Regions from separate parts of the Sus scrofa genome. Here region 1 is linked to region 2. Evidence: chromatin contacts called from public Hi-C data. All regions are on one chromosome and are shown on one strand. Each heading gives the region's core, a stretch centred on a gene start, on an enhancer-like site or on the middle of the called end of the contact. The rest is flanking DNA. Distances are from core to core; before and after follow the strand shown. Region 1 holds the start of PRKCE (protein kinase C epsilon type). Region 2 overlaps PRKCE (protein kinase C epsilon type).

The links. A called contact is a pair of places that touch in the nucleus more often than the background predicts.
Region 1: a contact with region 2 is called in a Hi-C map of skeletal muscle, with 3 times the contacts expected there. The contact joins the promoter of PRKCE here to the enhancer-like site in region 2. A contact is called at or near these places in 1 of 5 promoter capture datasets (liver), 7 of 47 Hi-C or Micro-C datasets (embryonic fibroblasts, fetal skeletal muscle, liver and 3 more) and 1 of 2 datasets of contacts at active chromatin or transcription factors (skeletal muscle).

Annotation. Positions count from the first base shown.
Region 1 is chr3:94,861,335-94,865,813 of Sscrofa11.1, forward strand. It overlaps PRKCE (protein kinase C epsilon type), which reads right to left and starts at 3,215. Exons shown (of 16, transcript XM_021088295.1): 1 at 3,084-3,215; 2 at 1,475-2,019. The coding sequence starts at 1,822.
Region 2 is chr3:94,753,041-94,758,210 of Sscrofa11.1, forward strand. All of the region lies in intron 2 of PRKCE (protein kinase C epsilon type), which reads right to left. Among named protein-coding and RNA genes, the nearest start is that of PRKCE, 110 kb to the right of the region's middle. Within about 2 kb of position 2,896, at least 5 of the 83 cell types and tissues checked have an H3K27ac peak or open chromatin away from gene starts, as enhancers often do. A contact at or near this core is called in fetal skeletal muscle and skeletal muscle, where this site is marked.

The DNA.
Region 1 (4,479 bases), core at 1,965-4,464, 110 kb after region 2:
CAGGTGTGGAGAGGAAACGGGGAAGGAGTGGGAACTCTGGTGGTGAGAGGGAGGCAGTAGCAAGGGCCATGGGTGAGCTGGAATGGGATGGAAGGTCAGTGTGTTCTTTGGGGTTCCATAAAGGTTTGCCTGCTTCCCAAAGTGTAAGCCACAAATCTCCTAGGGTTGTACTTGGTGTGGTTTGTTGGAGCTTCCCTGTAAACCCTGTAACCATAGTTTTGGGCAGAGTACATCACAGCCGTGAGCATATAAGGGAAGAGACTTTTGACTATTTTCCCCTAAAATACATCTCCTTGAGGAAAAAAAAAATATATATATATATTTATTTAATCTGTGTGTATATCGTGTGTGTGTGTGTGTGTGTGTGTGGCGATGTGCCAAATTGATTCATGTGCAACCTCTGACCCTAGGACAATTATGAAGTTGTTTTCAATAAACATCTCTTCTCTGTAAGGATGAGATATCTCTCTTTTTTTGTGTGTAGACCAAAGAACTCTGAAAACATATACACCCAAATCCACACCTGCTCTAGATGGAAACACGTAATAAATCTGAAAATAAAGAAATCCATTTCCTAATTTAACACCTCCCCACCAAGAAAGAGCTAAAACAAGATTGCTTCTCTCTGCTTCTCTGAGAGCCAAGGTTGAGTGCATTTGGCTTACAGTATGTGGACAAGGCCTATTTCCAAGTCCCTAATATTTTGACAATGCAATCAATTAACTTAGTCTGGGACCAGAAATAGTATCTCATTGCAGAGTCTTGAAAATCAAAACAAGGAAACAATATAACTTTAAGCAGGGTTCAAAGCACTGACTTACAATCACAAGCAAAACCATTCCGAGACTACAACACTCGATCCGGATGGATGGGCAATGCATTGGGCAAAACAGCTTGGCTGATGTTTCTGGGACCCTGGAGGGGACTAAAGGAGAAGGCATTTTTCTCCCTATATGTCAGAAGATGAGCTAACCGCCAGGCAACAGAACAGAAAAGAGCTGGCTTCCTCCCTGCGGGAAAAATAAAACGGCTCCTCACTCGGCCACACAGGACAAAGCCAGGACGTGCAAGAAGCCTTCAGTCTAGGGCTCCACGTGCCTCTCCAAGGACAGAGGAGCTCACCCACGCTCAGTCACACACAGCCGGCCCACCACGCGCCTGCGGAAGGCACCGGGTTCTCCGCCAACCTTCAGCACTGGCGGCTCAGGCTCCCAGCTTGCGAGCTCCTCTTAGCACCAGCTGTCTGGCGAGGGCAGAGGGCCATACCCTCTTCCCAAGTGTCATCTCCCTTGCCCCAATGTCTGCTTCTCCCCAACCACAAAGTGGAGTGTGCTTCCTCACGGTAACTGAGACATACACACACAGACACCCCAGATGGCACTAAGTCCCGGCGCCCCACCACCCAAGCCAAGGCCGCGAGGTTTCCCCCTGGACCCCACAGCCAGGCTCCTGGACCTGGAGGCGCCCAACTCACCCAGTCCTCGAAGTGGCGGCTCCCGTTCTGCAGCAGCTCCTCAAATTGGATGGTACAGTTGGCCACGAAGTCGTCGTAGCCGATGGGGGCATCGTGGAAGACAGCCAGCTCGATCTTGCGCCCATTGCACACATCGGTGACGAACTCATCGTGCCAGGCCGGGCTGTTGGTCTTCTGCTTGGTGGCCGTTTGGCCAATGCGCGAGTCGTCCACGTTGAGGGCGATGTAGGGGTCCAGAAGGAAAGTCTGCGGCCGGGGTCCCACCGCATGGCGCAGCGACCAGGCTGTGGGCTTCAAGCTCACGGCCTCGCAGATTTTGATTTTAAGAAGGCCATTGAACACTACCATGGTCGGGGCGGGGAGTGGGAGCCGGGGTCACTCCGTCCGCCCCGAGGGCAGGAACGAAGAACCGACGCCGCGGCGCTCCGAGCCACAGGGACTCCTGGGTCCCCTCTCGCCCCACCCCACACTCTCCCTACACCTTGTAGCGCTGCGCCCTGGCGCGGGCGATTCTCAGCCAGTGCATGTATTTCCTCGCTGGGTTCCTAACGGAAAAGAGGGAGGGGGGGAGAGCTGGGGGATGTCCGTGTTTGGAGCAAGTCTCTCCCCCCTACCACCAGCAGCACCTCCAGAAGAGGAGACGAGCTGTCGGCTTCGCTGCAAGCCGCGGAGGCTTGTCTCGTTGCCTCGCTGGCTCTCCGAGTCCGGGCTGCGGGAAGCGGGCGCCGCGCCCGGCTCTTACCTACCTTTCCGAAACATAATCCCCGGGAAATTTCGACTCCGGGAGGAGAAGGGGGCGGTGGGACGGGGCGGGGACCTGAACCGGGGGCGCAGATTTCAACCCGGATCCTCTTCGAACACCCAGCGCCTGCCTCTGACCGCGCGGGGCGGGGGATGGACCGAGGGATGTACAGTCTATCCGGAGGGATGCATGTCGAGAGGAAATGGTCCTCTTCGGAGCCAAATTTTTAAAAATCCACAAGCCACACGGCCAGCCCGGCCGCCTCCTCTTGGACGAAGACGCGCCGCGCCGCAGTCGGCGATCAGGAGGCGCCAGGAGCCGTGAATCTCACATCCGCGCGGGCTCGGGAGTCGGGGTGGCCGCCGCTCGGGCTCGGGGCGCAGGCCGGCACCGGGCGGTGCGCAGCGCGGCGGCGGGGCCGGGACTGCGACTCGGCGCGGCCCCACCTCCCGGGCGCCGGCGCCCGCCCGCCCCGCTCCCCGCGTCCCCGCTTTCGGCCGCCGCTCGCTCGCCGCCCGCTCTCCCCCTCGGTCTCTTCTCCCTCCGTCGGTGTGCGAGCGAGTCTCCCTCCCTCTAATGCAGGAAATGCGCAAAAGACGTCAGTGTGTGTGTGTGTGTGTGTGTGTGTGTGTGTGTGTGTGTGTGTGTACGCGCGCGCGCGCGCGCGTTCCTGTGTTTGGGGAAATAGAAAGTTTTGCCGGTTGGGGGAGCAATACGGGAAAAGTGAGCAGAGGAGAGGACTACAGAGAGCAGACGAGCCTGCCTGGGTCTCGGCGGCGGGCCGGGGAGCCAGGCGGGGACCCCGCGCGGGACCCCGGGGAGTGGCGGCCTTGAGGGCGGGGCTACGGGCCCGCCAGTTATCCGTACCTGGTCTGTGGTCTCCGCCCGGGGACCAGTGGGTCGCGCATCTCTCCGGGCTCGGCCGCCAACACTCTTTTAGAACCAGGGGTGGAGGAGTGGCGGGGGTCGTGTTGCCGGAGAGGACGCGAGACCCTCCCCCAGCCCCACCTCTACTCGGACTCTGGCAGGCTAGGGCAGCCTGCGGAGTATTGGCCGGTCTGTCTGTCATTCTGTCCGGAGACGCTCCGCTCCACGGTGGTGGGGGAAGGGGGAAAGGGAAGGCTGTGCAAGGTTTGGTATGTGTTTTAAAACATGTATCGTCTCTTCCCATTCTCTGGGGACGTTCTCCCTTTGGGGGTCTGCCCTGGACTTCTCCGGCTGCAAGAACTTGTTGACAAGTGAAAGCTTAGTAGCTCCCTGGCTCCGTTTTGTGTTTGTTTATTCTCTACAAAGTGACTTCATATTTACTCTGGACCTTGCCTATGCCCTTTTGGGGGACAGGGCTCTGGGCAGCGCGCTGACAGCGGCCGTCCGAGCTGCCCGAAAACGGGGCGCGTCCACCGGGATGGCGGGAGGTGGGGGAAAGGGGGGGGGGCGAGTGGCTCTGTGCTAATTTCCTCCGTAACCTTTAAACTCTCGCTGGAAGCCGCGGCTGCGGCTGATCACGTGAGTCGAGCCCTGGGCTGCTGGGGAAGAATTTCCTCCGCGGGGAGCGGGGGACAGGGAAGGCGGCCCGGAGAGGGACGGCCCCGCGCCTGGGGACGCGAACCTGGGAGGGCGGGGCGGAGAGCGCGGAGGTCCCAGGCGCGGCCCTGGTTGGAACCGCCGAAGGACAGAGCTGGGAAGAGGTCATCTCCCCAACCTGTTGTGCAAACGGAAAAAGAAAACCTCGGCCCTCACCCTTGTGCCAAGTCAAGTCAGGGCGTTTGTAGGGATCGTGGTAAGCTGAGTGTTTATCTTGTGAGTCTGGTTAGCGTCGGCCAAAATGTAAAACCTACCTCTCGATCACTTTTTCTCACTGGTAAAAGGTTATCACCGCCTGTGGCTCAAAGGCTTAAAAAAGCTTAAAAGCGAAGAAAGAGGCAGTCCCCTGGAACAACGGGATACCCAGAGCCGCACACAGGTTGCAGAAATGATCAGAAAAGTGCCAAGGTGGTGGTGGCAAAACCTCTCCTAAGGCCTGCAGCCACTGCTCTCTTCCCCAGCTTTCAAGTAATTTCTTGAAGCCCAGCCTCCTGGATGCAGGGGCAAAGTACAGAGAATGCTGGTGTGTAGTCTTAGGGACAGTGGAGACCATTCACATGTTAAAAGCCAGGATATAAAAGTTGTGCCTTCCAGGGCCACTCCCACCAGCTGCAGGCTTATTTTAAAGTCTGTCAGTTTGACAAAGCACACGTGGGATATCTCATTGCTGCTCACGTTT
Region 2 (5,170 bases), core at 1,646-4,145:
AAAATCAGAACCAGCCCAGAACATAAGCAGAGGAAGGATGGGGTTAATTCAGTAAAAGGATTTTGGATCTAAGTGGGGAAATCCCAGGCGTGCACGAAAGCATCCACCAAAACAAACAACACACACAGCTCCCAATCTGTTCGTCTTGGTTTGGGATTCTTTCAACAAGGGGGTAAAATTCTTCCCTCTGCCACGAAAGAGACACCAGAGCTGGCCTTTCTCTCCCTGGAGAAATGAGTAAACTACCTGACCCTTAGGCCCTTCCTCCTCCAGGGATGAGAATGAAAATCTGAATGTAGCTGTCAGCTATTTTTGATATGATAACGTGGCAAGGGGCCACAGCCTATATACCCCGAAAGTGGCGGAGCAGTGGACCCACCAGGGAAACCCAGGTGAAGGGGGTGGAATGGGAGCCGGGCTTGACACCCTCCACCCCAGTCCCTGATCTGCAGAACCCCTGATGGGTAGCGGGAACTTGCTGGGAGGTCCTGAAGGGAACACAGGCTATAAAAACAAGCAGACCTGGACACTGCTTTTATGATTCTTGGAAGGGACGGATGAGATGCAGACAGAATTGGCTCAAGCAGAAAGAGTGAGAAAGGGCATGACTCTAGGACAAGGCAGGGCAGCATGAAGCCCAGAAGAATCTTTGCGACCAGATGGGGAAGTGCCTATCTCCTACAAAAGGCCCTGGGACAAGCTTGGAACAGAAAACCCTGGCTAGGCACAATTCAGGAGAGGGAGAGCTCCATGGCCAGGAATTGGACAGGGAGCCAAGACCCAACCCACCAGATCCCAGAGTGGGGCCAGTTGGACTCTTCCTCAAACAGGAGGCTTAAGAATATATTTAAATCTCCACAAGCCCTAGTCTCTCCAATAAGATGGAGATAATAACAGCACACACCTCTGGAAGTTGCTGTGAGGATGACATAAACAGAATGTAGATAAAGTGCTTGGGATTGAGTAAACCCTCAACAAATGGCAGCTTCTGAGAGTATGAAGACTTGCAAAGCTGGAGTTCCTGTCGTGGCTCAGCAGTAACAAACCTGACTAGTATCCATGAGGATGCAGGTTTGATCCCTGGCCTCACTTAGTGGTTAAGGATCCAACGTTGCCATTAGCTGTGGTGTAGGTCGCAGATGTGGCTCAGATCCGGCATGGTTGTAGCTGTGACATACGCTGGCAGCTGCAGCTCAGATTCAACCCCTAGCCTGGGAACTTCCACATGCTGTAGGTGTGGCCCTAAAAAGCAAAGAAAAAAAAAAAAGTGGCAAAGCCAACCTACTGGCATGCAATCTTTTCCAGATTTGTGCCTATCTTGGATTTATTTTTTAAAGTTAAAAATACCCTTTCTAGACTTCAACTGCTTGAGAAATTGGCAGAGACCAGAGCAGGTGCTTTAAGGCCTCAATTCACATCCAATAAGGCACAGCCTACTGAAGGGTGCTGGTGACAGAGATAAGACCAGCTCCAGACTCTGGAACCAGACGTGTGTTTCCTTTTGTGCCCCTGGCTTCCAGGACACTCAGCACCAAATCTGATCCCCAGACATGGTAATTACACGCTGGCCAGTGGGAACTCAGGGAGACGGCTTCTGCATCCTTTCCCTGGGTATCATCTCACCAGGGCCGAGGAGGTTTCCCCTCTGAATTCCCACGAGAAAGGCTCCATCAGGCTTTCGCCTTTGTCTACGCCTCCAGTGAATGATTCTAAGTTCATTTTGCCTCAAGCCCAAGCCCCCAGAGCCACATAACAGGATCCTGCCAGCTTAGCCACTGGCCTGATTACCTTCACTGTGTCACTCCTTGGCATCCAATCTCCATATTCATAAAGGCTTTTGTTGCTGATGGATCAATGTCCTTTATGCCCCTGTGTCTCTGGTACAAACTCCTACATGAGAAAATGATTTGGGAAAAATGTGCCAGGAAGAATTTTGCCTCCCTTCAGGAGCTGGGAGATTTTCCCCTTTCTGATCAAGGGAGCTATATAATTAACCTGGTTCTCATTATGGCCAGGCTGCCAAGAAGCTTAAAACCAAATGCAGGGCTCCATCAGAGCAACGAGATTAGCCACTTTTTTTTTCCCTTTGGCGGCCTCAATTTTCTATTTATGTTTGGGAACTTTCTTGTATAAGGTGCTTCCGCCCCTGGTAGACAAAGGCAGGAGAGAATCAAGTAAAAGCAAAACAATCGATCCCCAATATTTTCACCTTTTCACCAGCTGCCTCCTCTAGGAAACCTTCCAGATTGCCCCAGTCCAAAGGAACCCCTCCCCACTCCAGTGCTAATGACTCTTACAGCCCCTTGCATGCGACACTTTCAAACGCAGAGGCGCACCTGTGCACAGGAGCTACTGCTTGTAATCGGCACCTAATCCAGGACCCAAGGGCTGTGTCCCATGCTTTTCAGTACCTCCTGTAAAATCCAACCAGTCCCACATTGGGAACTGAAAGAATACCAAGTGCTTGGTGGATGACCCAGGACAGAAACTCTGATGGATTTAACTCAGGATTCCCCTAACTGCCCGCCTCCCCTCCCCCAACTCTAAATGCCGGACGGACGCCTGACATTCACTCCAACTTGGAGGAGTGCATAATGCCATGGCAAGGATGATCCCTGTGAATGCTTTTAGAAGATTACTCACCCACACTGACTAGCTATTTCTGTCTTACTCTTGAGAGCATAACCGAGGCGCTTCTATACTTAAATCAAACGAGTGTAATAACTGACATTTCAGATTAGAGCTAAGAGGAGGTCTGCCCTGAAAGAGAGGGCGCTAATTGCTGAACTTGAGGAACAACAGGCGTCTCCCAGTCGCTGCCACCCCTGCTTCCCCAGAGAGCTCAGGTGCCAGGGCAGAGGCCCAGCCTCCCAGGGGCTAAGCAGCATGGAAGCCTCCAGGCAGCACCTGGCCAACCTGGGCTTCTTCCCGGTCCGGCCCTGAGGCGGATAAACCAAGCCATCTGGCTGGCCCCCCTTCTCACACATGTCAGCCCTTCTCCCAGCCTCCATGCCCCCTCTGCTAATGCACAGCTTCTGTTCAGACAGAACCTGGGGTCTGCTCCCTTTCAGAACAGAACAGCTCATGACAGTAAAATGATGACCCCACATACCTCTCCTCTGGTCTCTACTGTTGCTGCCATGTTCTGACATGTTTATTTCCTGCACGTGTCTAGAGATGCAAAGAGCTGGAGAGGGCACCGTGCCCAATCCAAACAGGAGAGGGTTTGGAAGATCACATTCAAAGGTACCTTTAAATGACTGCATTCGCTTTATCATTTCAACCAACATGAGGGAGGCAGAACATGCTTGAATCTCAAAAAGTATGAGCCTTTTTTTTTTTTCATCTTATGACCACACCTGCAGCATTTGGAAGTTCCCAGGTTAGGGGTCGCATCAGAGCTACAGCTGCCGGCCTACACCACAGCAACGCCAGATCCAATCCACATCTACAACCTACACCGCAACTCACAGCAACACGGGACCCTTAACCCACTGAGTGAGGCCAGGGATCAAACCTACATCCTCACGGATACCAGTTGGGTTCTTAACCTGCTGAGCCACAGTGGGAATTCCCTCAAAACATACGAGCCTTAAAGAAAAGGAGGGGGACAAAGACTTGCACATAATTGTTTATAGCAGTATTATTAACAGCCCAAAGGTGGAAACAACTCACACGTAACTGGAGAAATGGTGACCAAAATCTGTTATCCCCAATACAGTGGAATAGTATTTACCCATAAAAAGGGACGGGCTCTCTTGACACATGCTACAATATAAATGGACCTCAGAAACAATATACTAGGTGAAAGAAGCGAGCTGCAAAAGATCAGCATTCCAGAGTTCTGCTCAAGAGTAGATAATGATGATAATGCTAACAGCAGTGGCAATAATATTTACTGAGTACTTAATACATGCCAAGCATGGTTCTAAATATTTTTGTACATTAATTCACTTAATGTTCACTGTAATCCTATGAGATCTGGGCTATTTCTATTCCCATTCCCATTCCACAGGTGAGAAAACTAAGGTACAGAGAAGTTAGGTAATTTGCCCAAAGGTTGCCCAGTTTCTAAGTACGTGCGGCCAGGACACACAGCCAGGCAGTCTGGATCCATATCCCGTGCCCATCGAGACTTTCTTTCTTTTTTTTTTTTTTTTTTTTTTTTTCTTTTTTAGGGCCACACCTGTGGTATACAGAAGTTCCCGGGCTATGGGTTGAATCAGAGCTGCAGCTGCCAGTCTATGCCACAGCTATAGCAACACCAGATCTGAGCCACGTCTGTGACCTATGATGAAGCTTGCTGGATCCTTCACCCACTAAGTGAGGCCAGGGATTGAACCCACATCCTCAGGGATACTACGTCGGGTTCTTAACCTGAAGAGCCACAGCGGAACTCCCATTGTGCCCCCTTTTAACAATGGCCCTTCCCTGCTATCCTAACCTCCTTGAAGTTGTCTGTTTTGTCTCCTCTCGTTTCCACCGAAATGAATTCATTCTAGTTTAGGAATGGGTAAGTTTGCAGTTATGACTTGTTTAATTTAGTCTGCACTGACTCTCTCAATCACCACTTTTATCTATTTGTAGCAGCTTTAATGAGGTATAATTAACAGACAATAAATTGGGCACCTTCAAAGAGTGAACTCTCCTACGTTTTGACACACAGGTACACCTGTAAAACCATCCCTATCATCAAGATAATGAACATATCCTGCAGCCCCCAAATTTTCCTCATCCACCTTTACGATGAACTCCTCCTGCCCTTTCTGCATAGTTCATTCTGAGATAACCACTGTTTTACTTCCTGCCACTATAGATTAGTTTGCACTTTCAAGAATTTTATGTGGATAGAATCATATAGTACGCATTTTTTGAACCTGGCTTTTTCCATCCAGTTATAACTATTTTGAGATTCCACCATTTCTTCCTCTTTATTGCTAAATAGTATTCCATTGTACAGATATACCACAATTTGTTTATCCCCTCATCACTTGATGGACATTCACATTGTGTCCAGCTTGGGACTGTTGCAAATAAAGACGTTGTGAACATTCCTGGGCAAGACCTTGTAGAGACATATGTTTTCATTTCTCTTGAGTAAATACCTAGGAATGGAATGGCTGGATCAAATGGTAGGTTTATGTTTAACTTTTTAAGACAGAGCCAAACT